Linked DNA regions of Mus musculus: regions 1, 2, 4, 5, 6 and 7 are each linked to region 3. Evidence: chromatin contacts called from public HiChIP or PLAC-seq and promoter capture Hi-C data. All regions are on one chromosome and are shown on one strand. Each heading gives the region's core, a stretch centred on a gene start, on an enhancer-like site or on the middle of the called end of the contact. The rest is flanking DNA. Distances are from core to core; before and after follow the strand shown. Region 1 has its middle 52 kb from the start of Gm36120. Region 2 holds the start of Elovl4 (elongation of very long chain fatty acids (FEN1/Elo2, SUR4/Elo3, yeast)-like 4). Region 3 holds the start of Irak1bp1 (interleukin-1 receptor-associated kinase 1 binding protein 1). Region 4 overlaps Sh3bgrl2 (SH3 domain binding glutamic acid-rich protein like 2). Region 5 has its middle 29 kb from the start of Gm36120. Region 6 overlaps Mei4 (meiotic double-stranded break formation protein 4). Region 7 holds the start of Mei4 (meiotic double-stranded break formation protein 4).

Region 1 (3,862 bases), core at 328-2,827, 800 kb after region 3:
TTTATTTGTTTTTCTATTTACAAAAGTTTTCGATGATTTTTCAGAATCCTATTGATAGATTATTTTTCTGCTAGTGAAATGAGCCAGTTCATACCAGATTAGATTATACTAAAGGCAGATTTATTGGGAAGCTGCTTTCAGGTGAGTTTACTGGCCCCAAGGATTGAGGTCAGGGGAATCAACATGGGGAAGTAGGGGAGAAAGAGAAAGGTTGTTCACACAGAGAAGGAAGATAGAGACAGAGAGAGAGAGAGAGAGAGAGAGAGAGAGAGAGAGAGAGAGCGCACAAAATGTCTGGATTATATAGGAAAGAGCTTCAAGGGAAAGGGCAGCCCAGCCCCTGGACTGGAAAGTTCAAGTTTTGGGACAAGGTGTGCCAGGTAGGGACTGAGGGATGCTGGGAAAACCTGGAAGCCAGGTCTGCTTTGGTATGTAATATATGCATCTCACTTCCTTGTCCCAGGGTCTGAAATCAAATACCTGTATTAAAAGGGATTCTCTGCCTGGCAGTGTATGCCTAGCCATTTGAAAGGAAAAATTCCTAACCTTTGATTCTGCTTAATAACTTCCCACTGTGGTTAGTATAAAACTCTGCTTTCCCCTTTTTATATCAGTAAAGCTAGATTTCCTAAATCTAGCTTTAAAAGCACCAGATTATTTAATAAAGATTTTTGGAAATAAGTACATTGCTGAATTTGAACATTAAATAAAACACCTTTTAACGCTGCCCTTTGCATGCATACTTTTATGAAGAGACTAGATGGAATCATTTTCTTAAACTGCACCCCCAATACCCAAGATGCTAAACAAGTTCCAGAATAATTATCTCAGTGATAGCAACAGTACAGGTGTGCCCGAGAAATCTCCGCCCTCCGTGGAAGGTGGCCTGTCCCAGCAAGGCACCGAAAGCTTTTCACTGTAGCTCCAGGCTGCAATCTAATTGATAATGGAAAGGTGTGTTTTAGCCGAACAAGGCTACCCGAGCCCAGACCTGGCTTGTGTCCTTTATATTCTTTATGCATCCCAGCAGGAACTCTGTGAATATTTGCGAAAGTCAGGACACACAGATAACCACATGCTGGCATTTTCTACCCTCCAGGAGTCCCTCCCCCAACGCTCTTAAGTTCCTCTGTAATTCATGATGTGCTCAGCCCAGCTGTGAAAACAGCACACATACAATTTTTCTCTCCTTGAATACCTGCTTATATTTCTTCTCCCTTGCCTGCTTGCAAGACCAACAAAGAGACGGGATTCCCTCCACTCTGGCCTTGACAACCTAACGGAATGGCTGTTGTCTGCTGCTGCTTTCTCTCCGCTTGTCAAACCTCACTGTTCCTGGGTGAAGGGATCTCTGAAGCAGCCATTCTGTCATTTATGGCCTGGTTGTCTCTGCAGTGCTACCGAGAGTCCAAGTGTTTTCAATTGCAGTTGTCTGGAATTATATCTACGCAGTGAAATCACTGGGCATAGAGAAAGCCACTGCCTGCTGTTCCCGCCAGCCACAGATACCCTCCAGGCAATGCAACCTGCATGCTGCGATGCTTCAGTCACATGCACTCAGGTTTAATCAACTCCACCGGAGATGTGACTCACAGTAGATCTCTTTGTTTCACTTATCGACTATGAGTGCACATGGGAAGCTCGCTTAGCCCCCACTCCCCCTCATCAACTACTGTCATAAACATTGATTCTATGTGCCTGGGTCAGAAACAAAGAAATCAATATGTAATGTGGTGAATTGTATGTCCACACAGCTTTTCACTCTGATTCCTTGACAGATTTTAAGCATATTACATTGCATTAATTTTAAGGATTAAGTATGAGAGCTTATAGATTTAAATGCCAATAAAGGCAGGGACTGCATATGGAACTGACGACATTAAATTTTAAAGCAACAGAAGTTATTATGGGGCCCCGCATATGGAGGCAGTGCAATATTTTTTCATTATGAGTCACTAGCTCATTTGCAAGTTCATTTGTTGACTATTCCTTTGACATATGTTAATGTAGAATCTAGTATTTTGGGAAGAACTTGAAAGTAAAAAGTTAGGAACTGTCATTAAAAAGTGCTTTGAAGTTGTCAAATGTCACAAAATGTATCTGAAAGTACTTACTTTATTTGCAAAAAAAAAAAAAAAAAAAAAAAAAAAAAAAAAAATTGAGTGACCCAAGCTTTATCCCAAGAACAGTAGCTACACAGACAAGCAGAACGGATCTCCATTCTCCAGGGTTCACAGGAAAAGAAGAAGATAAAGACGTAGGAGAGAATTAGTACAGAAATAAATTATGGTTTGAATCCAAAGTCTCTGATGTAGTTTGCTTTCTGCTGCTGTGAGAAGCGGACTGAGCAAAAGCGACTTGGAGAGGAAAGGGTTTGTTTGGCTTACAGGGTTACAACCCATCATCCAGGGAAGGTGAGGTGGGAACCAAAACCACGGAGTAATGGTGCTTACAGGCTTGTTTCGATTGCCCCATGCTCAGCTTGCTTTCTTATATAACTCGGCCCAGGGGTTGCACCATTCGCAATGGCCTGGGCCCTTTCACATAAATTGGCAATCAGGAAAATGCTCCCCTTACCCCCCCTCCGACCCCCACATAAACACAGACAAGACACAGACCAATCTAATGGAGGCAATTTCTCAATTGAGGTTCCCTCTCCCTAAGTGTGTCAAGTTGACCACTAAGATTAGTCATCACATCCCTGCCGGCTCATGTGTTTGAACACTTGTTTCCAGGCAGTTTGGGGAGATTGTGGAGCTTTTAGGAGGTGAAGATGGTAGATCTGGGAGAAGTTGGGGGAGTAGGGATGAATTTGATTAAAAAAAATATTCTATGCAATTCTCAATTAGTAAAATAGTATTGTTTAAAAAAACTTTACAAAATAAAATCAAATACATTAACTTATAGGGCTGAGTTATAGGAAAAAGATGCCATCATAAGAGGTTATCTAGGGGCTGGTGAGATGGTTCAGCTGGTAAGGGCACTCACTGACTGCTCTTCAGAGGGTCCTGAGTTCAAATCCCAGCAACCACATGGTGGCCCACAACCACCCATAATGAGATCCGACACCCTCTTCTGGTGTGTCTGAAGTCAGCTACAGTGAACTTATGTATAATAATAAATAAATCTTATTGTTTTTTAAAAAAAAGAGGTTATCTAAAAGGCACTGAGCATGTATCGACTAGATAGTGATCACTTTTTTGTGTCCTGTATGAGTTTGTGTGTCTTGCTTGCATACACGTGCTTGCGGAAGTCAGAGGTTGACACCAGCTGTCTTCCACCTTATTTTTGGGAGATAGCTTCTCTCACCGAACTTGGCGCTTGCTGGTTCTGCTAGAATGGCCAACTGGAAAGCCTTAGGGAAATTTCTCTCTTCCTCTCCAGTATCAGGCTCATCATTTTCACATGAGTTGAGTGAGTTCCAGAGGTCTGAGCTCAGGTCCTCATGATTACACAGCAAGTTCTTTACCCACTGAGCCATCTCCCCAACCCCTCACACACTCTCTGTGGTGTGTAGTGTTAAATTTTTTTTTTCAGTTTAAAACCAGATTTTAAAAAGTAGCAGAAGTTGTTGAATGAATAGCTGTATCATCCTGAGCTATATCACAAGATATACATAGAAATTATATCACTGTAAGAGATGAGAATACTGAAAAACTTCAAGCATTCACAGAAAACAACATAGCGTTCAATATCTAAAAAGCTAACATAAGGGTAATTAATGTTCACTGGGTAAAATACAACATAGTGCTTCTAAACTGTCAGGGGATTGGAAAGGAAAAGTGAGAGAAAATACAGGGTCATGCTAAAGGCGAATAGAAAACACAAACAAGACGTCAGTACTGGTAATATCCTGTCAGCA
Region 2 (3,760 bases), core at 80-2,579, 980 kb after region 3:
CCGTTGCTAGAATACAGGGTCACACTGCAAACACACAACACAAATTTAAAGCCCCAAACTATTCCCTGGGATCCTTTAAACTTAACGTTTAAGGTCTCGGAAACTTTTTAAAGCAACAAAGCAAGTGAAGAAATGTTAAAACGTGAACATTTATGTTACAATTACTTCTGCTAGGAAAACTAAGTCACTCAATGACAGCCCTGCTCTGCAAACTCAACAGCTGAAGGGAAAGTTCGCTAATTTCAGTACACTGTACTTATGCTTATGCAGGCTTCTGAGCCATCCTCTAGGTGCTGCTGCGGAGACCCCCAGCCCAAAGCCTGCCTTCTTTCCCCTCCCCCTGACGGCACTGCACTGCGCAAAGCTCTCGCAGAGGGTAGCCTAACAGATTTGCTACTGGGAAACCACAAAAAAACTAACGTTCTTCAAGAAGCTAAATAATGTTATTTTACTTTTCAGTCGAAATTATACTACAAAGAGGTTAGCTAAATGGAAGAAGATAATGAGTGGTTTGTCAAAGTCTTCAAGGAAGCTGAAGTAGCGGAGAGACAGGTATAGTCGCAGCCCTCGTCCGCCTCCAGGCCTATCGCTCTATAAGGAGTACCAGTGCATAAGATAATAGGCGAGCTCGGGAAATGCGGGCGTCAGGGCAGGGTGGTTCCTTGGCTGCACTGGTAGCATCTGGTTAAGTCAGCTCCTGCATTCGCGGAGCTGAAGAGATGGGAGTGTTGAGGGGATGGGGGGTGGGGGGGAGTACGCCTTGAGAGTCTCATCTGATTAACCAGTGCACAACCGCGAGGTCCGCGGCGCCGCATCTGCGGGGACCCGAGCGCCCCCAACAGCCTCAAGGCGCTGGGTAGGGGGCGCAGGGCCTTGCCTAGCGCTGAAGCCGGGGACTGGCGTCTGAGCCGTGGGCAGCCCAAGGAACACCCAGAGGAGATGGGTGAGGCCCCTCGCCTGTACCTGCAATGGTCCAGGTCCAGCGATAGAACTCCACGGTGTCGTTGAATGCCGTGGACATCGCGTTCAGGACGCTGCCGGGCTCTGAGTCCAGCAGCCCCATCTTGGCGAGGAGAGGTACGAGCAGCGGCGAGAAGAGAGGCTCCGATGGACCGTGGGCGACTGCGGCGGGAACCCTGCTGGCAGCGGCGTCTCCTCCTCCTCCAGGCGCCGCGACTGGGGATGCAGGCGGAGAGCAGCGGCGAACAGCAGAGACAAGAAGCCGGAGGGCGGAGGAGGAGGAGGACCAGCCACGAGCGCCCAGCGCTGCTCCTCTCTGTCGCCGCGCGCTGCCGCAGCTCCAATCCCCTCGCCCGCATCACGTGGCCGCGCGGGGCGGGGCGGCGCCTCCTCTCGCCCCGGGCGCGGGGATGCTGCGGTCGCGAGTGGTGGCCGGCTTGCGCAGGCGCGCTAAGGCCAGCCCCGGGCCACCACCTGGGCCACAGGAACGCCGCAGGGGGACACCTCGTACCCAGTCCTCCTCCCCTGCCTTCCTGCCCACGGTTACCTCTGTTCTGCCGGATGCAACGTGGGAAACCGGACGGGAAAAAGTGGGAGTTTGTGGGCAAAGATGAAGTACGCGATGCATTTCTGGTTCTTGCCTATCATTCACCTCCATCACATGTGCTTTTGCTGTCTTCGCCTGTGGCACGTGCTTGTCACCCAGACAAGGAAATGCGGGTGGTTTCACTGTAAAGGAATGCCATTTGTCTTAAGCAGCGGCAAAGGAGAGTAGTCTGTGGTCACCCCGTAAATATTATTAGCATGTAGTTAAATCCTTGTGAGTATTGAAAACAGCGACACTGGCCGATCAAAGCAATATAATTGTACCAAATTAGGCTATTGGTAGTTCAGAGAGGATGGAGCCATAAGAATAGGCTAAAAGAGTCCACTTGCACCACATGAGATTCAGGTCAATCTGAAAGGGTGATGCTGAGGAGAAAAAGAGCAGTTGACTTGTGAGAAGAAAGCAGTCTCTATGAATAAATAGCAACAACAATAACTGCAGCAACAAAATCACACTATGCCATTTTTATAGTTTCTGACATAAAGCAAGATTTCAGTGAATGGTCCAATAACAAGTTCATATGCGTTTTATTCAGATGTGCCATCCACTTTTGTTTCGGCTTTTTTTCTCCACTTGACTGATTTAGAATGCTTATTTTAGAGGTCACTGAGTCAAATGCTCAACGTTGTTAACATGAGTACTACCTGAGCCCTAACTCTGTGCTATAAATAGCAAGTCATAAATATTTATGGTGACAAAATTATAACGCACATCACTTCAGAGCATAGTGGGAGTTGTTTAAGTAGAGAGAGCTTCGGCGAGGAAGGCTAATTAAAGGTAACTGATTTGCTATATAACTCAGACCCCCACAGCCTTCTTTACATGCTTTATTCTGAAATCAACCAAATGATATGATTTATTAATTTGTCAAATCTGCTTGCCAGAATGAAGTTTCTCAAATTAAAGAATTTCTTACACCTCAATTCCTAGTTACGAATCTAGTAACTACAAAGAATTCTAGTCAAATTTCATTTCCTTTGTTAATGTGAGTATGAGTTAGGTTTCCCTTTGCTTATGGTATTGGTTGCTACCTCTGTATTGTCTTGGAGTCTTGGATGTTTTTATGATGGAGAACAGATTCCTACCCTCACCTCACAAAATGTCACCGTCTTTGCTTATTTAATATAATGTGGAATCATTAAGGCAGCTTTATTCAAGAATTTTCTTGGAGCCTCTCTTCTACAGTGGAGGTCAGTTTGAGTTCCTTGTTCACTAGGGGGCGCCTGTCACATAAGGAAATCATAGACAAGCCCCATCAATGTTAAGTTAGAAATGGCAACTATATTGTTAACATTTTCTCTGCCTTACTTGGGGGCATAGTCATTTTTATTTATACTTAGGAGCTGTTCAAGCACATAAGAAGAAACAGTCTTAGGATGTATCCACCCTTGAGCTCTATTACTTGGTGTGAAGATTACAGTCCATTACTTAATATTGCTTAATTCACAAGTAGTTTACAGATACCAATAATCACACAGAACCAAAGCTTGCGTCTATGGTTTGAAAACATCCCTAGAAGTTCATGTGTTGTTGGATCTCAATCCCCAATACAGCAAGGTAGAGAGTTGAGACCTACTTGGAGTGGTGTGGATCATGAGGGCTCCCCTTTCATAAATAGATTAAGTAGCAAAGCTTTTTTATTTTTTTGACCAGGCTGGCCTCAAACTCTAAAATACACCTGCCTCTGCCTCCCAAGTGCTGGGATTAAAGGTGTGTGCCACCACTGCCCAGCGCAAAGCATTTTAAATTGTGAGTTTGGTCTCTCAGAATAAATACTTCTTAGTCGTCTACTTTTTTTACCATGGAATGATGCAGGAAACAAAAGCACCCTCACTAGATCTAGTGCCTTGAATATAGGCTTCCTAGTTTTATACTGTAAGAAATAAATCTGTATTCTCTACAAGTTACTTAGTCTTTTGAAAAGAAGCAGCTTTGAAGTGGGGTAATGGGTAGAGACTGGAAGAGCTTCAAGGGTTAGCTATAAAATTGAGGTTTTCCCAGGAACTGTTGGAGCAGCAGAGAGAGCATGGGGAGGAAAGACTGCATATCTTTATACCTAAGAGGTCACCAGCAGTAGAAGCACAGACAGTATGGGACATTCTGGTGATGTTGCAGAGAGAAATAAGAACAGCACTGAAAACGGAAGTAAAGTGAAGTTGGCTAGACTGCGCCCATGCCTAGGGATGTATGGAA
Region 3 (3,884 bases), core at 1,243-3,742:
TTTATTTATTACATAGCTCTGTCACTAAGAACCAATCTGCCCATCTTTTAAAATTATTTTCATCTATTTTCTGCATTCTGAATTCATCTCTTGACAAGATGAGTTTTAAAGAGATCTTTCTACATGTTTAAAGTTTTATTTAATTATGAATTGTTTAAACTGTTTCTTTTTTCTTTTTAGTGTTGTTGCCATTAGTATTTCTGCACTTTGGGTATGTAAGAAATGGAATGTGCTCTTCCCGGATCTCATGCATTTACTGAAATTGTAGGCCCAATGTTGCTGTGTTTGGAGACAGCACCTTTAAAGAGGTAATTAAGGTTAACTGAAGTCCCAAGAGCAAGTCTCTAATCCATCTAATAGGATTGGTCTTGTAAGAAGAGGAAGGAACACCAATGGACAGCAAGGACAGGGCAGGGACAAGGCTCTGTGAAGGCAGCTGTTGCAGACCAGATATATCTTAGGAGAAGCCACACCTACTGATGCGTGTGCTTGAACGTAAAACCTCTGGCACTCTGAGAACATGAAGTTGCATTAGACATCAATGGTAGCCCAAGTCTATTAACAGTTCATCTCTGTGTTCCTTAGCTATTTGGGAGGGGTCAGGGCACTCTTAAGTGTCCAGATGCTGGCCCCTTTATTGCAAATCCTTATTTCCTCTCCTCCTCACTTGTTGGTTTTGGCTTACATACTTTCAGGTTTTTTGGTGTACTTATTTTTTTCCAGATTTTTCCCTTATGATTGCTTCTACATTTGTAATATGCTTAAGAAAAAAAAAAAGACTTTCATTCCTCAGAATTACATTTAGGTACTTTTTTTTCATTTTATCTTTAACTTTTATTCTCAGTATAAAACATAATATACAGATCAATTTCTTCAATACAGAAGCCAATTATACTACTTACTCATTTTTCCACTATTTTGAAAATTTTATAGTACCCGAAATACACTTAAAGCTTCTATTATTTGTTTGTTCCTATGACATCTTTTATTCAGCAATTCATTTTTGAAACTATATATCCTACTAGAGTAAAACATTTCTCGCCAACAGGAAGGTGTCTGGAGCTGGATGGCTAGCTAGCCTATCTTGGATGCCAGTGACAGTAGATCCTGTCTCCCAAAACGGACTTAGCAGAGTGAGACAACTCGGCTGACAAAGGTACTTGATCCCAAGCCTGGGGGCCTCAGTTCAATCCCTGCGGTCCACCAAAAAGAACAAAGAAATTCCTCCAATTTTAAAAGGTATTTTCATTGCCTAGAGTTGTAAAATATGCATATATGCCTGTATGCATATATGGTTATATGGTGGAAAGTTCTTAAATTATAATTATATATATATATATATATATATATATATATATATATATATACACACATATATACATATATATAATTCTTATCTGACAATAAGTTTCAAACTAAACAATTATGTTGACCTAATGATGGACCAAACAAAGAGATTACCACTTGATCTAGCTAAATTATTGAATTAAAATACTGGTTTTTTAAAAATTTGAGGAAAAATCACAAAGACTATAGACTTTTTCAAGTTCCTATAAAAAACTACTTCCTACATCCCTGCCCCCAAGGTTTTCTCCTCCCATTCTGTTAATAAAATTCTAACAGGAATCAGACGAGCTGTCATCACCAAGACATTAAGAAAATGACTATAGGCCAGGTGTGGTTTGAACCCCAGCACTCTAGAGCAGAGGGAGAAGCGGGGAAGGGGAAAGAGGAAAGAAAAGAGAGACAGTAGGGTGTGCTGAGGAAAATTACTATAATAGGAGGGCTTGGAGAGGGCACGTACAGCTTTTCATTATAATGGCTGTCAAGAAATGGGTCGAAACCTTGCATTTCTGCAAGCTCGAGGTCAGTCTGGTCAACAAGGTAAATTCCAGGCCAGTCGGGGTTACATACTGAGACCCTGTCTCCAAAAGGGGAAGAGGAAGCTATAACAGACAAGTACATGACATGCCTGTCATTGCTCACGCTGATGTCCAGGCTCAAGACCAGAATTACTCCAAGACATTTAGAATTTGACACTGACACTCTTTCTAAAGATTGTAGCTATGACGAACAACATCCCACCCACCCCCACCCACCCCCCCGTTTTCTCTGTCTTTCCACATGCCAACACTCTACATTCAGCGGGCCTCTAATAAACAAACAGCAGTTGTGGGGGAAAAAAATCAACAGTGTCCTGGAAAAAAACGCACTCGAGGATCCCCATAGTGTCCAAACTCTCACGAGCAAAACGTAGTTTATTTGAAGAGAAACTCCTCACGAACCAAACAAGTACTTGCACTTGCGGGTAAGACCACCGGAGTCTCACAAAGAAGGAGGCCGCCCCGGCACCGTGAAATTCGGGAAGAAAGGGCTACCGGGATCACACACGTTGGAAACGCAGAGCCTTCATCCCCATGCGGACTGAGGGATGGAGGCGGCCCAGGGGGAGGGGAGAAGAACGACTGGTCACGTGGAAGGCCCGTGATCACTGACCGCGAGGGCAGGACAGACAGCTCCGGTTCTTGCAGGCCATGAGGAGGTAACTATTTAAAATGTGTGCAGGCCTCCTTCCCTGGGGGAAAACCCGGTCTCCACGCTGCAGCGGCGCCTCCATCCCGGCATCCTCCGCGCGGACTAGCAAGCGCGCGGCAGCTAAACGTCACTCCCCGCCATCAACCTGGCGTTGCTATGGCAACACAGCTGCCCCAGCTATGTCGCTGCAACCCGCCCCTGCATCGCGGGTGTTCATGGAACTGGTTCCCTGGGCTGACCGGGGCCGGGAAAACCATCCGATCTCGGCCGCGGAGGCGCAGCCGATCGGCCGCCGACCCCACGTCGCGGAGGCCCACCCCGGAGCCCGTGAGGTCCACGTGAGCGGCGCGGCCGAGGTGTCCGCCAGCCCCGACCGAGCGCTGGTGACCGTGCGAGTGAGCAGCACCAAGGAGGTGTCGGCCGAGGCCAAGAAGAGTGTGTGTCGCCGCCTGGACTACATCACGCAGAGCCTCCAGCAGCAGGGGTTTCAGGTGAGACTTCCGAGACGGGGTGCAGAGCGGGTGACTCTGTACCTTTGGGGATGCTTTGTTACCGCAGGATCCATTCTAGGGCGCAATGGATGTTTGACCTTTCCTTCTAGAATCTAGATGAAAGCCGTTATGGGCCGCAGCGAACTTGAAATCAGGAATGCAGGTTGGGTAGGGTTTTTGTTTGTTTGTTTTTGTTTTTGTTTTGAGACAGGGTTTCTCTGTATAGCCCTGGCTGCCCTGGACTCACTTTGTAGACCAGGCTGGCCTCGAACTCAGAAATCCGCCTGCCTCTGCCTCCCCAGTGCTGGGATTAAAGGCGTGCGCCACCACGCCCGTGGTTGGGTAGGTTTTTATCTGGTGATGTTTGCTACAGTGGTTTTGTTATTAAGATTAGAGTGATGAAATGTTTTTTTGAAAAATTACATGTAAATGTTTGCATAAGTAGAATGTTGAACCTTCTCCTCCCCCCTCCCCCCACCCCCCCTCCCCATACACACACTTTGGTAGTTTTTATTCTGCATGTTGAAATAGGTCGGTGAGGAGCCTGAACTGCTTCCATCCAATCAAAGGTTTGTGTGGAGTGGCTCTTCAATGTACTTATTAGCATCTATTTATGGTTTATAATGATCGCCTACCCCAAATTTTCCACCTTTTTAGTTTTAACTTTTTTAAGTCAATGTATGTAGGTGTCATAGGTGAAATATTTCTACTTTCTAGACATGTCTGTGGAACAAATCACTAAATAGGTCGCACCTTAAGCCTCCCTCCTTTTAACGAATGGGGCAAAAATGTCCACACAGCGACTCTTAGGCGTGTTTTAATATCACCACTTTCCAAATTTACGGCAATAAAATAATG
Region 4 (3,661 bases), core at 1,143-3,642, 770 kb after region 3:
ACAAGTTGTGGACTCATTTAGATTTCAGGTGTTCTTAAAAGCCCCTTAATAACATTGGCTCAGTCGTGCCCAGGGACCAGGACGCATGTGGCGATGGCCAGGTTCCTCCTGGGCTGATGCTGTCCAGAGTACAAAGAACATGAAGTTCAAGGGTATTGCTGCAGACAGAAGTCAGCTCCCCACCCCCAACTCCCCTGCTCTGTAGCTGTCCTGCTTGGCCACTGTGTTTCTTTTCTCAGAGCCTGTCCACAGGAAACTGCAAAAGCAGAGCCAAAGCCTGCCACTAAGACTGACACCTGCAGACCCTTGTGACTTTTCGGGTGACCAGTGATTGATTTCTTTCTTTCTTTCTTTCTTTCTTTCTTTCTTTCTTTCTTTCTTTCTTTCTTTCTTTCTTTCTTAAGTCTTGGATAGCAAAATATCAAGCATGACACTGGGGTGTGGCTCTCCTTATTAGTGGGTATAATCTAAGATCAGGGTGAGCACGTACAGATAAATTCTAGTTTGACACACAAGGAAAAATGAGTGTTTGCTCCTTTATTTCTGTTGCCAAATCCTGTCCTAATTCTGGGTTTTAAAATAAAAAGAAAGAAAGAAAAGACTTGTTACAACAGGCCCTTTCAACTACACACTGAATCCAGTGGGTGCTTGTAGGTCTTCCTTGGCCTTGACCGAGCAATGGTACATTGTTTTCTTCCACGCAGGATTTTTATGAAAGCATCAACTGTAAAAGTAATTGCTTGCCGGTGCTCACTGGCTTTATCTTCCTCTCTTCTTTTTCTAGGACTATGACAGTTTTTTTGAATCGAAGGAAAGCAACACAGTCTTTTCATTCTTAGGCCTGAAGCCACGGCCGGCATCCACGGTAGGTTAACCTTGTGTATTTGGAGGTAGGCTAACCCTCTGTACCGGGCTTCAGCACCCATGGTAGGTAAGCCCTCTGACTCTCGCTTCAGAGTTTATCCTGCTGGAGCAGACCTTAGGGACTGAGGTTGAATGGGTGAGAGGCATGTATCTACCCTGCTAAACTTGCAGTCTCTCGGGTAAATATAGACTGCAGGGATACACACAAAAATTTTAACTTCTTTAAATCAAAATATTAGTTTACTTTTAATTGATAGCCCTGTTCTCTGAAGAGGAATTTAAGGTAGCAAAATAGGTAGCTAGTTTTTATTTAAATTATAAATTCACATTGTGTTTTACCCCTGTGTCTGTACCTTTCACGTTTATGATTTGTTTGGTCACAGATGGGGAATCACATCTGTACTGATCATGAAAAGCTTTCTCCTGGCCTTATTTCTCTTTTGTTTTTTGTTGCTGTTTTATTTTTTCATTTTTTTGAGACAACAGTTTCTCTGTGTCATCCTGGGGCTGTCCTGCACTCTCTGAGACCAGGATAACCTGGAATTCACCAAGATCCACTGGCCTCTACCTTCTGAATGCTGGAATTAAAGGCACTCGCCACCAAGCCTGCTGTTGTTTCTTTTGAGACAGTGCCTTTCTGTGGCTGACTGTCTTAGAACTTATTATGTCTGTTGGGCTAGCCTTGAACTCCCAGCGATCCCCCTTGCCTTTGCCCAGGGCTGGGCTTTCCTCTCCTCATTTCTTAACACAGCATCACACCAGTTTGCATAGATGTCGTGATTGAAGCATCCCACTCACCTGGAGATGCTTTGAACCATGGTGGGGCACAGAAGTGCAGGGGCTGTGTGCTGGAGAGACTAGAGAATGCGGGGGTCCTGGCAAGGATGTGGGATGGATGCCCCACAAGGCCAAGGGGCAGCAGCTTTATGAAATGGCGGAAGCAGAGCCACATTTGAGAGGCATCTCAAATCAGACCTGAAAGAGGTGTCACACTTCCTAATCCAACCTGAGTATTTTTAAAGCCTCGTATCGCATCATACCTTTTGGAAAATGTGAAGAACCTGAGTCTGTTTTGTGCAAAGACTTAGGAATAATGAATATTTTCATAGCCATATAAAGCACAAGATTTACTTTAAAAATAAAAACCAAGTAAGTTAATAGTTTGGTTATTTCATTTAAAAAGACTGGTTTTGTGACTAGAAAAGTCAGTTAGGCTTATTTTTTTAAATTGTAAAGAAGTAAATATGTGTAAAATAGAATATTAAACTCACTAGCCAGAGCCAACCATATTGACACTTTTCCAGTGCGCCTTACAATCCTCATAGACATACACAGTAACTGAGGCTTGGCTATAGCTCAAGTGGAGGCTGAATTCTAAAGTATCTATTTTAATGCAGCCGAACCTGCAGTGCATTCTGGAAGCTTTGTCGAAGTAGCGGGTCCTTTGAGGCTGCCTAGGACAGGTACCATCTGAAGCCCCTGTGAGAGGAGACAGAGGCTTTCAGTAATAGTAGCCCCGCTGCAGCACCTGCAGCAGAGCCTCCACCATGAGAACACGCCTTGTTTTACATCAGCAAGCCCGCAGATGGCTTGTGGGTGGTTCCTATGCACATGGTTTTTAGCAGAGGCACACCCACACAGAAAGTATTTACAGGTTCTTAAGACTATTTTTATGCCAGTCAGACATTTGAATATTTGTTAGGAAAATTAGTATTTATATAAAATATTCCACCCAAATATATTAAACAATCCAGATTTATCTTCAGAGAATTGGGGGATGGGGCAGTGTGTGTGGTGGGGAAAGCCTGGGGCAAGGATTACCTTCCAGAGGCAGAAGCCAGTAGGCTGTGTCAAAACCTCATAGAAGATACTGAGTACACACCATCTCTGGTCTCATTTTCTCCAAAGGCACAGATTCTTTAAAGATTCAGCAGCTGGTATGGAGACTTTTGCTCCCAGGTCACTAAGACAAGGGGTGATTTTCAGAATCCATAACTGCTGATTGCACTGCACACCCTTTGGCTATATTGGAGCAAATTGCAGTGGCTTCTTGGTGACACTTGTTTAATTGGGTCATGGGGACAGACAGAGTGGCACTTGGACAACAGGGGTGGTGATGCGTTATGAATGATGTGGCCATTCTGATGATGTCATTCATCCAGGGCCACCCTTAAGCAGTACCTCTTCATGCTCCTGGGAGGTCACAGCCACCTGTTGTGAGCTAATAGCACAGCAGTGTTCAAAGAAGGAGACTTGGTGGCTGCAGAGAGATGGAGCTTTTCTTTGCTTGTTTGCAGGTTGGGTGGGTAGGACTGAAGTCGAGGCTCTGGCTTAAAAGCCGAGACTTCGCCCTCTCAGTAACAGGGTGAGTCATTATAACCTCCCTCATATCTGTTCCTGACATTTCAAAAACAAAACACTGCGAAAGGCAAGCGTTCTTGTCGATGCAGTGTAATGACCGTGCCTTTCCCCTCTTGTGTTTAATAGGCGGAACCTTAGAGGTAAAAAGTAGAAGGTGATGGAGTTGCGTTTGGAGCACCCCCTGGTACTCAGCACTCGCCTGCTTACCTGATGCATCACTGTGACAAAGCCACACACACAATCAGTAACTTCGTCTGACCTGGAGAAGGTGTCTTTGGAGGACATGGGAATAATGGGGACTGCATGATTGCTCTGAGCCAATCAGTTCTGTGGTGGTGGATCCTCTTATTTTCTGATTCGTCTGCAGTTGCCTCACTCACCTGAAAGTACTCTCCCCGTGATAGGTCAACTTCCTTAATGACTGACAGGTAATTGG
Region 5 (3,469 bases), core at 874-3,373, 820 kb after region 3:
CATTCAATCAAGACCAACACCATTGTCCAATCTCCTTCCTCCATAGAATAGCTTGGTCTCTCCAGCTGCTAGTTTTTCTCCTCCCCCTCCTCTTTCTCCCCCCCTCCTCACCCCTTCTCCTTTTTTCTTTTAAAGATTGATTTATTTATTATATGTAAGTACACTGTATCTGTCTTCAGACAACCCAGAAGAGGGCATCAGATCTCATTAGGTGGGGTTGCGAGCCACCATGTGGTTGCTGGGATTTGAACTCAGGACCTTCAGAAGAGCAGTCAGTGCTCTTAACGCCGTACCATCTGTCCGGCCCCTCCCCCCCTCTTCTTTGTGTACATTTGTCGTTGTTTTCCACTTTTGAGACAGTCTTGCTATATAGCAGGGATAGGTCTTGAACTCTTGGTCCTCTCGCTTCCGTCTCTGAGTGCTGGGACTTTCAGTGTATACGGCCATGATCAGAAATTCCTGCTCTGGGGTTTCCTACTGTCCCCGTTTCCCTTTCTCCTCGCCTCAGGTCCTCCGCACACTTTCCCTGGGCTAGGGTGCTACTCTCTGGCTTCCGCCCAGTATTCTCTTCTTCCCCTTCCTCTCCCCACACACCCGAGTTTCCTTCCTAGAGCCATCTCTGACTAGGCATCTGCTCTTTTAAACCCTCTTCTCTGTTTCTTTTTCCTTTTTAAAAAATTATTATTAAAATAAAGAATTTAAATTTTGTTAAGGAAAAGTTTACATTTCTTTTTTCTTTTTAAAGGTATATATATATATATATATATATATATTAATTTTAAACTCCAGATTTTATTCCCCTCCTGGTCTGCCCTCCAAATGCTCCACATCCCATATGTCCTCCCCACACCCCTGTCTCCATGATTATGTCCCCACCCCCACCCCACCAGACCTCTAAAAATTCTCTGGGGCCCCCAGTCTCTTGAGGATTATTAGGTGCATCTTCTCTGACTAAACCCAGACCAATCAGTTCTCAGCTGTATATGTGTTGGGGACCTCATATCAGCTGGTGTATGCTGCCTGGTTGGTGGTCCAGTTATCTATCTGAGAGATCTCGGGGGTCCAGGTTAATTGAGACTGCTGATCCTCCTACAGGGTCGCCCTCCTGTTTCTTTCTTTCTATCTTTCTGTCTTGGTTTTTCGAGACAGGGTTTCTCTGTGTAGCTCTGGCTGTCCTGGAACTCACTCTGTAGACCAGGCTGGTCTCGAACTCAGAAATCCGCCTGCTTCTGCCTCCCAAGTGCTGGAATTAAAGGCGTTCGCCACCACCGCCTGGCTTCCGCCCTCCTGTTTCTTAATCAACTTGACAGAGGAAGCTGCCTCAGACTTGCCCTATGCCCACCTGACAGGCACCTTGGCTGCCCTACTTCCCATAACCACACAAGCTTCTGCTGTGGCAACCAAACTGAACCTCACCTGAGGTTCCCCTACTGCTCTGTCGGCCTGGGACGCCCTTCCCACCCACCCTAGCCGCTTGCTTCTTACACACCCAGCTCTCTTCGCCAGAGTCTGTCGGTGGTTTACTCTTTTTTTACACGTGCTTTGTAGCAAAGAAAGGAAGTCAGAAAACACGGGAAATTCCTAGGAAGTCTCCCACTATCTGGGAATATGCCTGAACTGGGGTATGCCAACTTCCCAGCTCCCCAGGAAAGCCAGAGTACATTACGAACCGTGAGATGAGTAGCCAGAAACTGAGGCAGGAGTGGGTTGCTGAGTGAGTTCGGGGTTCAAGTTTGGGAATATGAAAAGATGTGCGGGTGCACACGGAGCAATACGTTAAAACTATCGCGGTGAATTCTGCTACGTGTCGTGCCATAATGTCTACAAAGATCACCAGGTTGGGTTTTATTTTCGTTTTTTTTTTTTTTTTTTTTTGTTTGTTGTTTGTTTGCCTTTTGTTTTTGTTTTGTTTTGTAAACTGTTCAGTGTGGGAGGAAGGGAAAGAAACTGAAGATTCGAGAGAGGAGGAAGTAGAAATATGTGTCGTTTTGTCAGGATGGTGAGTATAAAGTGCCACGTTTTCTTTTATTGAAAGTAACAGGCATCCTCTACCTCCCTAGAGGTGCTCAAAATACCCTAGGCTGTAGCGTCTTTTAGAAGCCACTAGGTGGCGCTTATTCTGCGGTGGCTGCCGCCACGCCTACCTTGGGTAACCCTACAGAGAAGCAATACCTTCCTGTAAGGTAGCTTGGAGCCTGGGAAGTATAGGGCCCTAGCCTTAGCCATGGCTGTCGGTCTGGCTCCTACCCCTTCCCTAAAACCTCACCTTGGCTTGCTCTTCCCATAGTCTCTCTTTTCCTTGGTGTCCACCCCACAATGGCAGCTCTCTCTTTCTGTGCCTGGGCTCCCTAGCTTTTGCCCCTGGACCCAGCAGGGTCTTTGCTCTCCCCCTTTCCCCGGACCTTCTCTCTAGTCCCAGAGTGCAGGAAGGGCCTCTTCATTTCCTCTCTTCCAGGGCACCAGAGCCCACATGTCTGTCAGAAAACCAAGGCACCTTCCTTCCAGAGGACCTGGGGGCAGGGGATGGAAAGAAAGTACCAGGAGGTACATCCGAGGCAAAGAAGCATGAAGGAGGAGGAAAGAGAATTCAGGAGGTCCAGGGAAAATATCCCTCCATATTTTCATCACGAAGTAAAAACAGACATCAGATCTGAAAGCGAGGAAGAGAATATGAAAAGGGAGGCGAGAAAGAAGCCCACAGAGGGGAGGCCACCTGACCGAGCTGGTGCAATGAACCACGTGATATTGGAAACCCAGTGTTCACACATTAATGTATATAACAGATACTTAGTGTGCATCACTGCATTGAAAATAACAGGAAAAACCTATGTACTTTTGGGAAATAGTCTAGTTGATGAGAAAGACTAAAGATAAAGGATGAATGTGACTAGTAAGTGGGGTGGGGGTACATATAAAGTTCTTCAGAAATAGATCAAGGTAAAGAATTCAGTTGTGGCTGGGAGGGAGTGGTGACTCAAAGGCTGGGGAAGAGGGTGACTTCACATTTAAGTGTTTAGGAACATCAAACCTGAAGGAAGTGGTGGAGTTTATCCTGTTATGGAGTGGTAAGCAACTGGGTAGAAGGAACAGCCAGGGTATAGGTAAGCAGAAGAGGCTGGTGTGCTGCCTTAGTTCCCAGAATCTATGGTCACTAGAACCACAATAGGAGGGAGAGATGAAGAGGGAGGAGATATGGAAGTCTGGGTATCAGGGTAGCTCAGGGGAGATGGGGAAGGAGCCGATGTGATCCTCTGGTCCAAGAACACCATGAGTGTGGAAGGAACTGTGTGGGCCATGGGGTGGGGAGAGTTCTGACTAGGAGGAAAAGAGACTTAGCAGGCATTGGCAGAGGGCAAGTCATGGGGGTTGCCTACACTCTAGCGTAAGTACGACTAAGTATTGATAGTTCAATGAGACGATGCTGTGGCGTAGGGCATGACTGACTGTAGCCTTGAAAGGGCCAGCTGTA
Region 6 (3,680 bases), core at 1,028-3,527, 810 kb before region 3:
TGTGCATGTGTGCTAATGTATCTGTGTTCCTAAATATAAAAGTATCAACTTCTTGGTCTATATACTGCAGTTCGTATGTATATGTTTTCAGGGCTGTCCATTTGGTATTGGGTAGCCATGGTTTTGCCTTCTCTGAGGAAAACGATTTCTCTCTCAGTATTTCTCAGTTCTTTGTCTTAGGCTTGAAGTCTAACTAACATGGGGCCTAAATATGTTTTAACTAAAATGGACCATAGTTAAAAGGTGATCTTATAAGTCATAATAAATTTCAGAATATACAGAAGTCATGGAGACATTTCAAATGTAAATAATAAGTATTTTTAAAGTTAAGCTTCATAAAATTAAGTTGTCATTATTAATCTGAGTTCAAAACTGTTTTTAAAACTAAATTATACTGATTTTATTTTATACTAGATATTTTAATATTAAGTGCTCTACAAGTAAGCTTTTCAGCACTTTAACTTTTGCTGTTTCATTTGGTTTTATTCTAATGAACCAGTTAAGATAGTGAAGCTTATTCACACACACACACACACACTCACTCACTCACATCACATATAACTTTGAACTATAAGAAAGCACTGTTTTCCTGAGTCAAATCTGATATGGCCTGGGCCAAATCAATGGTCTGGGTCTGTGCACATTTTATTTTCTTTGCTATGTTTGCAGTGCTTGAAATTGAATTTGGATCTGCACATTTAAGGCAAACAGACAGTACTAACCTGCACCCTGGTGAGGGGCATATTGAGATTTATGCTTTCCACAATATGATGATATGGCTGCATATATTCTGACAGTGGAAAGCATTGGAAACCTTATGAGACTTGCATGCTGGTAAGATAACAATTGGTCTCAAACTGCACGTCTCAGTTGTGGGGTGAGGGACTCCACTTTCTATCCTCCACACTGGTTGGTGTTTGCTCCCTTGAGTACCTGGAGCATGCTCAGAACAGAGACTGTTAGCACTACATAAGAGGCCATCCCACACAAGCGGTTCTGGATATGAAGCTGGGCTTTAGAATGAGAAAGACATCACTATTGAGGAAAACCAGAAAAGCCACTGAAGCCGAGGAAGCAAAGCGCTCTCTGAAGGCGGGATCCCTCCATTGTACCACCTAACACAACTGGAGAGAGAGATTGTTTCCACAGCTGCTCACTTATTGCTCATGCTGCTTGAGAGTAAGCCCTGGGTGGGGAAAAAAGTGTCTGTCCGTCGTATTGCTTTCATCTGAAAGAAATAAAAATCATTTATGTGACTTTTGTATTGGTACTATGTCACAGGAAACTGTGCACAGTATTAATTATACAATTTGGCAGAGAATGAAGGAAAATGTGTTGGTTTTCCACTGACTTGTGTAAGTATGTTTGTCATTTTCCTGCTTACCCTGCAAGTGCCTGCACAGAGCTTAGCAGCACATTTTGGACCTCTTGACCGACACTAGTTATGAAGGAAGACACCATGCATCCTCCACACAACACCCCAGAAACAGGCATCCTGGGAAAGAACGGGAAAGTCTCCTCACCACACTGGGAAGCGTGGTCCACGTCCTCATAGTAGTTTAAAGCAAAACAATGTCAGAAAACTGGCCAAGAGGTTTGCTCTAGAATGCACTCACTTTATTTGTGGTTCATCAGTTCTGAAGGAAAAAAAATCTACTAGGTTTCCTATGTACAAATTTAGACAGATTGTATAAGGATTTTAATTAAGATTAAAACTGCAGTCACCGTAATGTTGTATTTCTTTGGAGTAGGTATGTTTTGTGGTATCAAATAAATGAGATTTTTTAAAAGCACTGTAATGTAAAGGTTTTTTTTCCCCGATGGTTGATCTATCTTTTAAATCTCATGTTAACCGTGTTTGTCATTTACTGACCTTAGTAGTGTGTCTTGCAGGATACCAATACCCCGTGGGTAAACACAAAATCATTCTATGTTCAAAATGTCTTAAACTAATTTGCTGAAAGCAAGGTTTCAGGTTAACCGTGTGTCTTCCAGGGGAGACTTTCATTTCTTACTGTTTTCTGCTTTACCCAGACAGAGCTCTTTTTCACAAAGAACCTCCCAGGTCAGCTGCTTATTGAAACTTACTCAGGGTAAAATGCACTTTTAAAAATTATATAAAATTGTTGCAAAAGAAAGTAGAACTTTTCTTTCAGATGACTTCTAAAGTTGGACTCATTTGGTAGCTTAAAGAACGGCTTGGATCAAAATTGTGAAAGCTATGAATTCAGTCTCATAGCTCCTGGCGTTTTCACAGATGATGGCCTTGGGGTTTGAATGTGCACAGCAGGTTTGACTGCCCCTGGCCATGAGTGCCTGCCTTTCCCAGCCCACCCCTCCTTATCTGCCTCCTCTGCCCCTCCCTGACTCTCCCTGCCTCCTCTGCCCCTCCCTGACTCTCCCTGCCTCCTCTGCCCCTCCCTGACTCTCCCTGCCTCCTCTGCCCCTCCCTGACTCTCCCTGCCTCCTCCTGCCCCTCCCTGACTCTCCCTGCCTCCTCCTGCCCCTCCCTGACTCTCCCTGCCTCCTCCTGCCCCTCTTTGCCTCCCCCTGCCTCTCCCTGCCCCTCTCTGTTTCTGTTACTTGCACTTGACTGTTTTTTGCAATGACTATACCAACTTCTGTGCTTGGAAGATTTTGAGGTAAATGAAATGAAAACTTTTCAAACAGAAAGAGGTCACCTAATTAAATAGCACATGTTGAGGCCATTAAAATCAGAAATGTGAGTGGGAAAGTTTGTGAAATTTTATAACCTGGAACTTCATTAGGTTATTTGCATACTTTTGAAAATTTAACCCAACTTCAAGACACATGGGTGTGATAAAATTCAATTCAATTCAGTTTAGTGCTGATGGCAACCACCTGGTATCAACACATGTGCCAGAGGTCAAAAGCAATGCCTAGAAAGACTATTTTCATTCCAGAAGCCAGTCTGTACTTTTAGGGGTCTCAGGGGGCCCTGCATTTCTGATAAAAGAGAAGTAAATGTGAAGGAGTTCCTACAGGTTCCCTTCAGCACAGCCAGTTGCTACAGGGGCCTAGAACCAAATAAAGTATGGCGTGTTTGTTTTTATTTTGGGGTGTGTGTGTGTGTGTGTGTGTGTGCGTGTGTGTGTGTGTGTATTGCTTGTTGGCTTCATTTTTATTGTAAAGAACTTCTATCAGGATCAGCCACCTTAAGAGATGTATAATGTGACTTCTGGGAGGGATCAGCTCAGCTTTTACTTAGCTTTTCTCTGTAGTTACAGACTCTCACCAATCAGGAAGTTCCAGCAAGCCCAGCTATCTAGAGATTTTTTTTTTTAATTGGGTAATGATTGATTAACTCATCAGCTAACTGATTGAACTCAGTCTCTATCATGTACACATTTCCTAGAATCACTATCTGTTTTTTTTAATTGTGTGCTGTTAAATTCATGTCTATGGAAGCACATCCAACCATGCGAACATGCATTCTCATTCTAAAACCACATAAAAATGTGCATGTTTGCTTTACAAGGTTTCCTGCCTTCTTCTCTGCTGTCACTTCTCATATGGTTGAGAGTAGGTAGAGGCACAGAGACCACCTATGCAGGGAGCCACAGGACACAGAGAGGCTACATCTTGCTTAGCAGCATTCTGTTATCTCAGACACCTTCACAAGACAGTACCTTTGCCCTGTGTGTTCCCATACAGCCCTA
Region 7 (3,361 bases), core at 610-3,109, 970 kb before region 3:
ATACTTTCACACTTGGCAGTGACACCCTCTCCACTCTTGATTGATATGTTGAAGGTGTTCAGATAAGGTCAAGACTGTCCCTGAACATGATTATCTGAATCTTTGGGGCAATTATCAGCCCCCCCCCTTTTTTTTTCCTAAGCTGACCACCATGAAATGAGAGAAGGGGGAACTATCTCAGGTCACCAAAACCCAGCTCTATGGATGAAAATCAGATCCTAGTATGAAGGTCTTCTTCAAATTTGTGGGGTTTCTTTCTCTGTACTTTGCTTGCTTATTATGTGTATGCCTGTTTCTTCACTTTCCATAAAGCTTGTCATTTAACCTTATACATATCTTTATCTATAAAGGATATCTGTACATATTCTTAGAAAAATGGGTTAGTCACAGTCCCATCGACAGACTGTGACATTAAAAATGACTCTAAAATCACTCAGAATTAAATGTAAAACATAAATAGAGTCCATTACTTTATTCAAAGAGCATGTATTTGATTGATCACTTTGTGTTTCATTAGTCTTGAGTGAGTCAAAAACTTGTATAATTTTCTTAAAACGTTTCTTTTTCTGCTATGTATTCTAAAGCATCTTTAACCATCTGAAGATGTTCAAAGAAAACTATTGAGGTTGTTGAAATCATTAGGTCTTTACATTTAGGTGGTAAATAGTTAAAACTACCTCTGGGCTTTCGTTCAGGATTTCAGTGGCTGTGCTGTATTTGGTAATTGCTACCCATTTGTTTTAACTATTAGACTGAGTGCTCTGTCTTGTATGGAGTTGTAATCAGGTCTTGACCAGTAATCAAGGCTGTAACTGGCACGTAACAGCTCAATTTTCTCAATAAATGTATGAGGGGAATTGAAATAGAATATCATACTATTTATCAACGCAAACACAACTTTTCTACATCACTCCTACTTGACTGTTCATTATCTTGAAATGAACTTGGATGGTTTGATTTTACATTACTCAAAGAAGAGCAGTGAGCACAGTAGAGCACTCACAGTGTTCATCACCTTAGCAGTCACAATAACCCGAGTTTAGTTTGCATGAAAGCACCGTTGCAAGATTAACGAAAGCTATATTAAATTACATTATAGTTAAAATTATTGACTTTCTTAAACACATGGATAGAACAATGAAGCTTAACATTTCCAAGACATTTGCAATAACTGACTAGATGCAAGCACTTGCCTTAATAAAGGGTCATTTACGTAGGAGAATGAGCTGTGCAGACCCCCCAGATATAATATTTGGTAATTTATCCTATACAATTGTTGAAACCTTTAACTATTAGCAAATTAGCACATTGTTAGTAAAGTCTACATAAGTGACTTCCGAATGCTTAGAATCTCCTTTGCATTTTAATTTCTGAGAAATTTCAGTACGTGAGGCAAAAAATTACTTAAAATCCTAGATGAAGATATGACAGGTGGACAAATGAGAAACATAGCGCTTCCTCCCGCAGGAAGCAAAGATTTTAAAACCATCTTTGGAAACAAGCCAACAAATGAACCCAAAGAATCTGTTTTCCCGACTGTTCCCATGTAGGACAGGAGTTGGCACAACAGAAGCTTTCCTGAAACTTTTCCTTTTTTTCAAGCCCCGTGAGTCTCTCCTTAGAAACCAAATCAGCCTTTCAGGAGAGGAGCTGCAGGCAGTCCTAGACTATTTTGAACTATTTTGCAGAAGAAAGGAAGATGCAGGAAACACCTGCCTAGTCCAGCCAAACCGGCTAACCGCTCCTCGCCGAGCCCGCCCGAGCCCGCCGGAGCCCCTCCCAAGCCCCTCCGAGGAGAGTGGCGCAGAGGCTTCTGGGACTTGTGGTCTCCGCGGGCCTCCCTCTTGATTGGCACTGGAAGAAAGCCGGGAGGAGTGGCGCTCTGGGCTCTGGCGCCTACCTGCGGGCTGCGCTTGCATCAGCGTGCATGGCCGGGAATACTGGCCCCCGAGCTTCCCCCGCCGCCTGAGGGCGTCCTTCCTTCTCAGGAACCCCAGGCTTGTGTAGCATCTGCCTGCTCTCTGTACTCTCGGGCCCCGGGTCCCCTCAAGCAGCGCACGCTCTCAGGTGCTGTGGCTTGGGGTTCCTTGTCGCGCCCTTTGCGGAGGTAGGTCGCCTCACGCGTGGGGAGGGGCATTTCTTTACCTGATAAGTAGGTCGCGCCTGGAGCCTCAGAAACTTGGGCGGGCAAAGCGTGTGTTCTGTGGTGTGTTCTACACCTTAGAGTCTGTGCAAGCCTGCCTTCACTCTAGAGGTGGCTTCTGAGGTTTCCTGGAGGAAAGGGTGGTTTTGGGGGACCGTAGGCACTTGTTGATCTGATCTTTTATTGAGCAAGTACACACCCAGAGGAACTGCAGAAAGTGTTGGGGGTGTTAAAAGTGGGACGGGTGCGGTTTTCTTGGGATCTGACAAGCATGTGCTGGTACATGAGGTAGAGATAAAAATCATTCTTGGAAGAGCTAGGTTGTGGTGAGATATGCAACAGATCAGAGGAGCAGGGCCAGAAGTGGAGTCTCCATTACGGAGGAAGAAGCCAGTGAGGGTTTGGTGAATCTGGAATGTCCAAAGTAGCAGAAAGTCAATAATTTGAAGTGAATTAAATAAAGCCTTGAATAGCTTTATAGTCTGCAATTACATATTTAGAGGATTAAAGTCCCACCAGGAACCACAGAAAATACATTAGTATGTCGATATTCACAGAATATAAATATGAAATTCATAAGAATTTCATAACTTGGATTCTTCATCAACTGGAATTTATTATTTTTTTTTCTGTATCTTTTGGATTTTTGAGACAAGGTTTCACTTTGTAGGATGGCCTTGCCTCCTGCTCTCAAGACTAATGGCAATATGTATGCCTCAGACTTGCAAATGCTGGGATTAAAATGTGAACCACCAAGTCTGAATATATCAGGTTACTTCCAATTAGCAAACTTTTTATCAAATTCATTACATACATTCTGATCAATTTTGGCTTGTTTATATTACTTTTTCCTGCTTAGAATTATATGATTTTTGGTATATCTTGTGACTACAGTAATGACATTCACAAATTGACATCCACTATTTTACTTTCCATTGTTATAGCTTACAGCTTCTGTGAGGGCCTTAGGTTAAACACAATGTCTTTGTATATGTCAGTAAACCACAAAATTTACAATTCAGTCGTAAAATTTGGACATGAAGACCAGGAGCACAGATTTGTGACTGAGTATTTTTTTAAAATTTTTTTTTTCATGAAAGTAGCAATGTTTGGAATCAGATATTTGAAACCAATATTATGGAATTCTTGTTAAAAACATAGTATTAATTTATCCCATGGTTTATTATATCAAAGAAATTAGAAGTCTAGTGTATTCTA

Evidence for each region. Promoter capture Hi-C pulls out the DNA fragments that hold promoters and counts their contacts. HiChIP or PLAC-seq counts read pairs in DNA pulled down with a chosen protein or histone mark.
Region 1: a contact with region 3 is called in a promoter capture Hi-C map of maxillary cranial neural crest, with 4 times the contacts expected there. The contact joins the enhancer-like site here to the promoter of Irak1bp1 in region 3. A contact is called at or near these places in 3 of 39 promoter capture datasets (cranial neural crest, liver and maxillary cranial neural crest) and 1 of 115 datasets of contacts at active chromatin or transcription factors (bone marrow-derived macrophages).
Region 2: a promoter capture Hi-C map of pre-B cells shows a contact between it and region 3, with 4 times the contacts expected there. The contact joins the promoter of Elovl4 here to the promoter of Irak1bp1 in region 3. A contact is called at or near these places in 1 of 39 promoter capture datasets (pre-B cells) and 1 of 484 Hi-C or Micro-C datasets (rod photoreceptor).
Region 4: a promoter capture Hi-C map of hippocampal neurons shows a contact between it and region 3, with 2.6 times the contacts expected there. The contact joins the enhancer-like site here to the promoter of Irak1bp1 in region 3. A contact is called at or near these places in 9 of 39 promoter capture datasets (the 3T3-L1 cell line, the C10 cell line, frontonasal cranial neural crest and 5 more), 1 of 484 Hi-C or Micro-C datasets (cortical neurons) and 3 of 115 datasets of contacts at active chromatin or transcription factors (bone marrow-derived macrophages and stem cell-derived neural progenitor cells).
Region 5: a contact with region 3 is called in an H3K27ac HiChIP or PLAC-seq map of large pre-B cells, with 3 times the contacts expected there. The contact joins the enhancer-like site here to the promoter of Irak1bp1 in region 3. A contact is called at or near these places in 1 of 39 promoter capture datasets (pre-B cells) and 2 of 115 datasets of contacts at active chromatin or transcription factors (astrocytes and large pre-B cells).
Region 6: a promoter capture Hi-C map of cranial neural crest shows a contact between it and region 3, with 6 times the contacts expected there. The contact joins the enhancer-like site here to the promoter of Irak1bp1 in region 3. A contact is called at or near these places in 9 of 39 promoter capture datasets (the 3T3-L1 cell line, 3T3-L1-derived adipocytes, the C10 cell line and 6 more), 1 of 484 Hi-C or Micro-C datasets (embryonic fibroblasts) and 1 of 115 datasets of contacts at active chromatin or transcription factors (stem cell-derived neural progenitor cells).
Region 7: a contact with region 3 is called in an H3K27ac HiChIP or PLAC-seq map of embryonic stem cells, with 6 times the contacts expected there. The contact joins the promoter of Mei4 here to the promoter of Irak1bp1 in region 3. A contact is called at or near these places in 9 of 39 promoter capture datasets (the C10 cell line, cranial neural crest, embryonic stem cells and 5 more), 4 of 484 Hi-C or Micro-C datasets (Th2 cells, cortical neurons, embryonic stem cells and 1 more) and 5 of 115 datasets of contacts at active chromatin or transcription factors (astrocytes, embryonic stem cells, forebrain and 2 more).

The regions. Positions count from the first base shown.
Region 1 is chr9:83,627,969-83,631,830 of GRCm38.p6, forward strand. No RefSeq gene overlaps it. Among named protein-coding and RNA genes, the nearest start is that of Gm36120, 52 kb to the right of the region's middle. Within about 2 kb of position 1,578, at least 28 of the 459 cell types and tissues checked have an H3K27ac peak or open chromatin away from gene starts, as enhancers often do.
Region 2 is chr9:83,804,976-83,808,735 of GRCm38.p6, forward strand. It overlaps Elovl4 (elongation of very long chain fatty acids (FEN1/Elo2, SUR4/Elo3, yeast)-like 4), which reads right to left and starts at 1,330. Exons shown (of 6, transcript NM_148941.2): 1 at 964-1,330. The coding sequence starts at 1,063.
Region 3 is chr9:82,827,314-82,831,197 of GRCm38.p6, forward strand. Irak1bp1 (interleukin-1 receptor-associated kinase 1 binding protein 1) reads left to right here and starts at 2,493. Exons shown (of 4, transcript NM_022986.4): 1 at 2,493-3,026. The coding sequence starts at 2,715.
Region 4 is chr9:83,593,874-83,597,534 of GRCm38.p6, forward strand. It overlaps Sh3bgrl2 (SH3 domain binding glutamic acid-rich protein like 2), which reads left to right. Exons shown (of 4, transcript NM_172507.5): 3 at 785-865; 4 at 3,352-3,661. The coding sequence ends at 3,363. Among named protein-coding and RNA genes, the nearest start is that of Gm39384, 23 kb to the left of the region's middle. Within about 2 kb of position 2,393, at least 15 of the 459 cell types and tissues checked have an H3K27ac peak or open chromatin away from gene starts, as enhancers often do. A contact at or near this core is called in cortical neurons and hippocampal neurons, where this site is marked.
Region 5 is chr9:83,650,823-83,654,291 of GRCm38.p6, forward strand. No RefSeq gene overlaps it. Among named protein-coding and RNA genes, the nearest start is that of Gm36120, 29 kb to the right of the region's middle. Within about 2 kb of position 2,124, at least 4 of the 459 cell types and tissues checked have an H3K27ac peak or open chromatin away from gene starts, as enhancers often do.
Region 6 is chr9:82,016,119-82,019,798 of GRCm38.p6, forward strand. All of the region lies in intron 4 of Mei4 (meiotic double-stranded break formation protein 4), which reads left to right. Among named protein-coding and RNA genes, the nearest start is that of Mei4, 150 kb to the left of the region's middle. Within about 2 kb of position 2,278, at least 6 of the 459 cell types and tissues checked have an H3K27ac peak or open chromatin away from gene starts, as enhancers often do.
Region 7 is chr9:81,861,811-81,865,171 of GRCm38.p6, forward strand. Mei4 (meiotic double-stranded break formation protein 4) reads left to right here and starts at 1,860. Exons shown (of 5, transcript NM_175213.4): 1 at 1,860-2,107.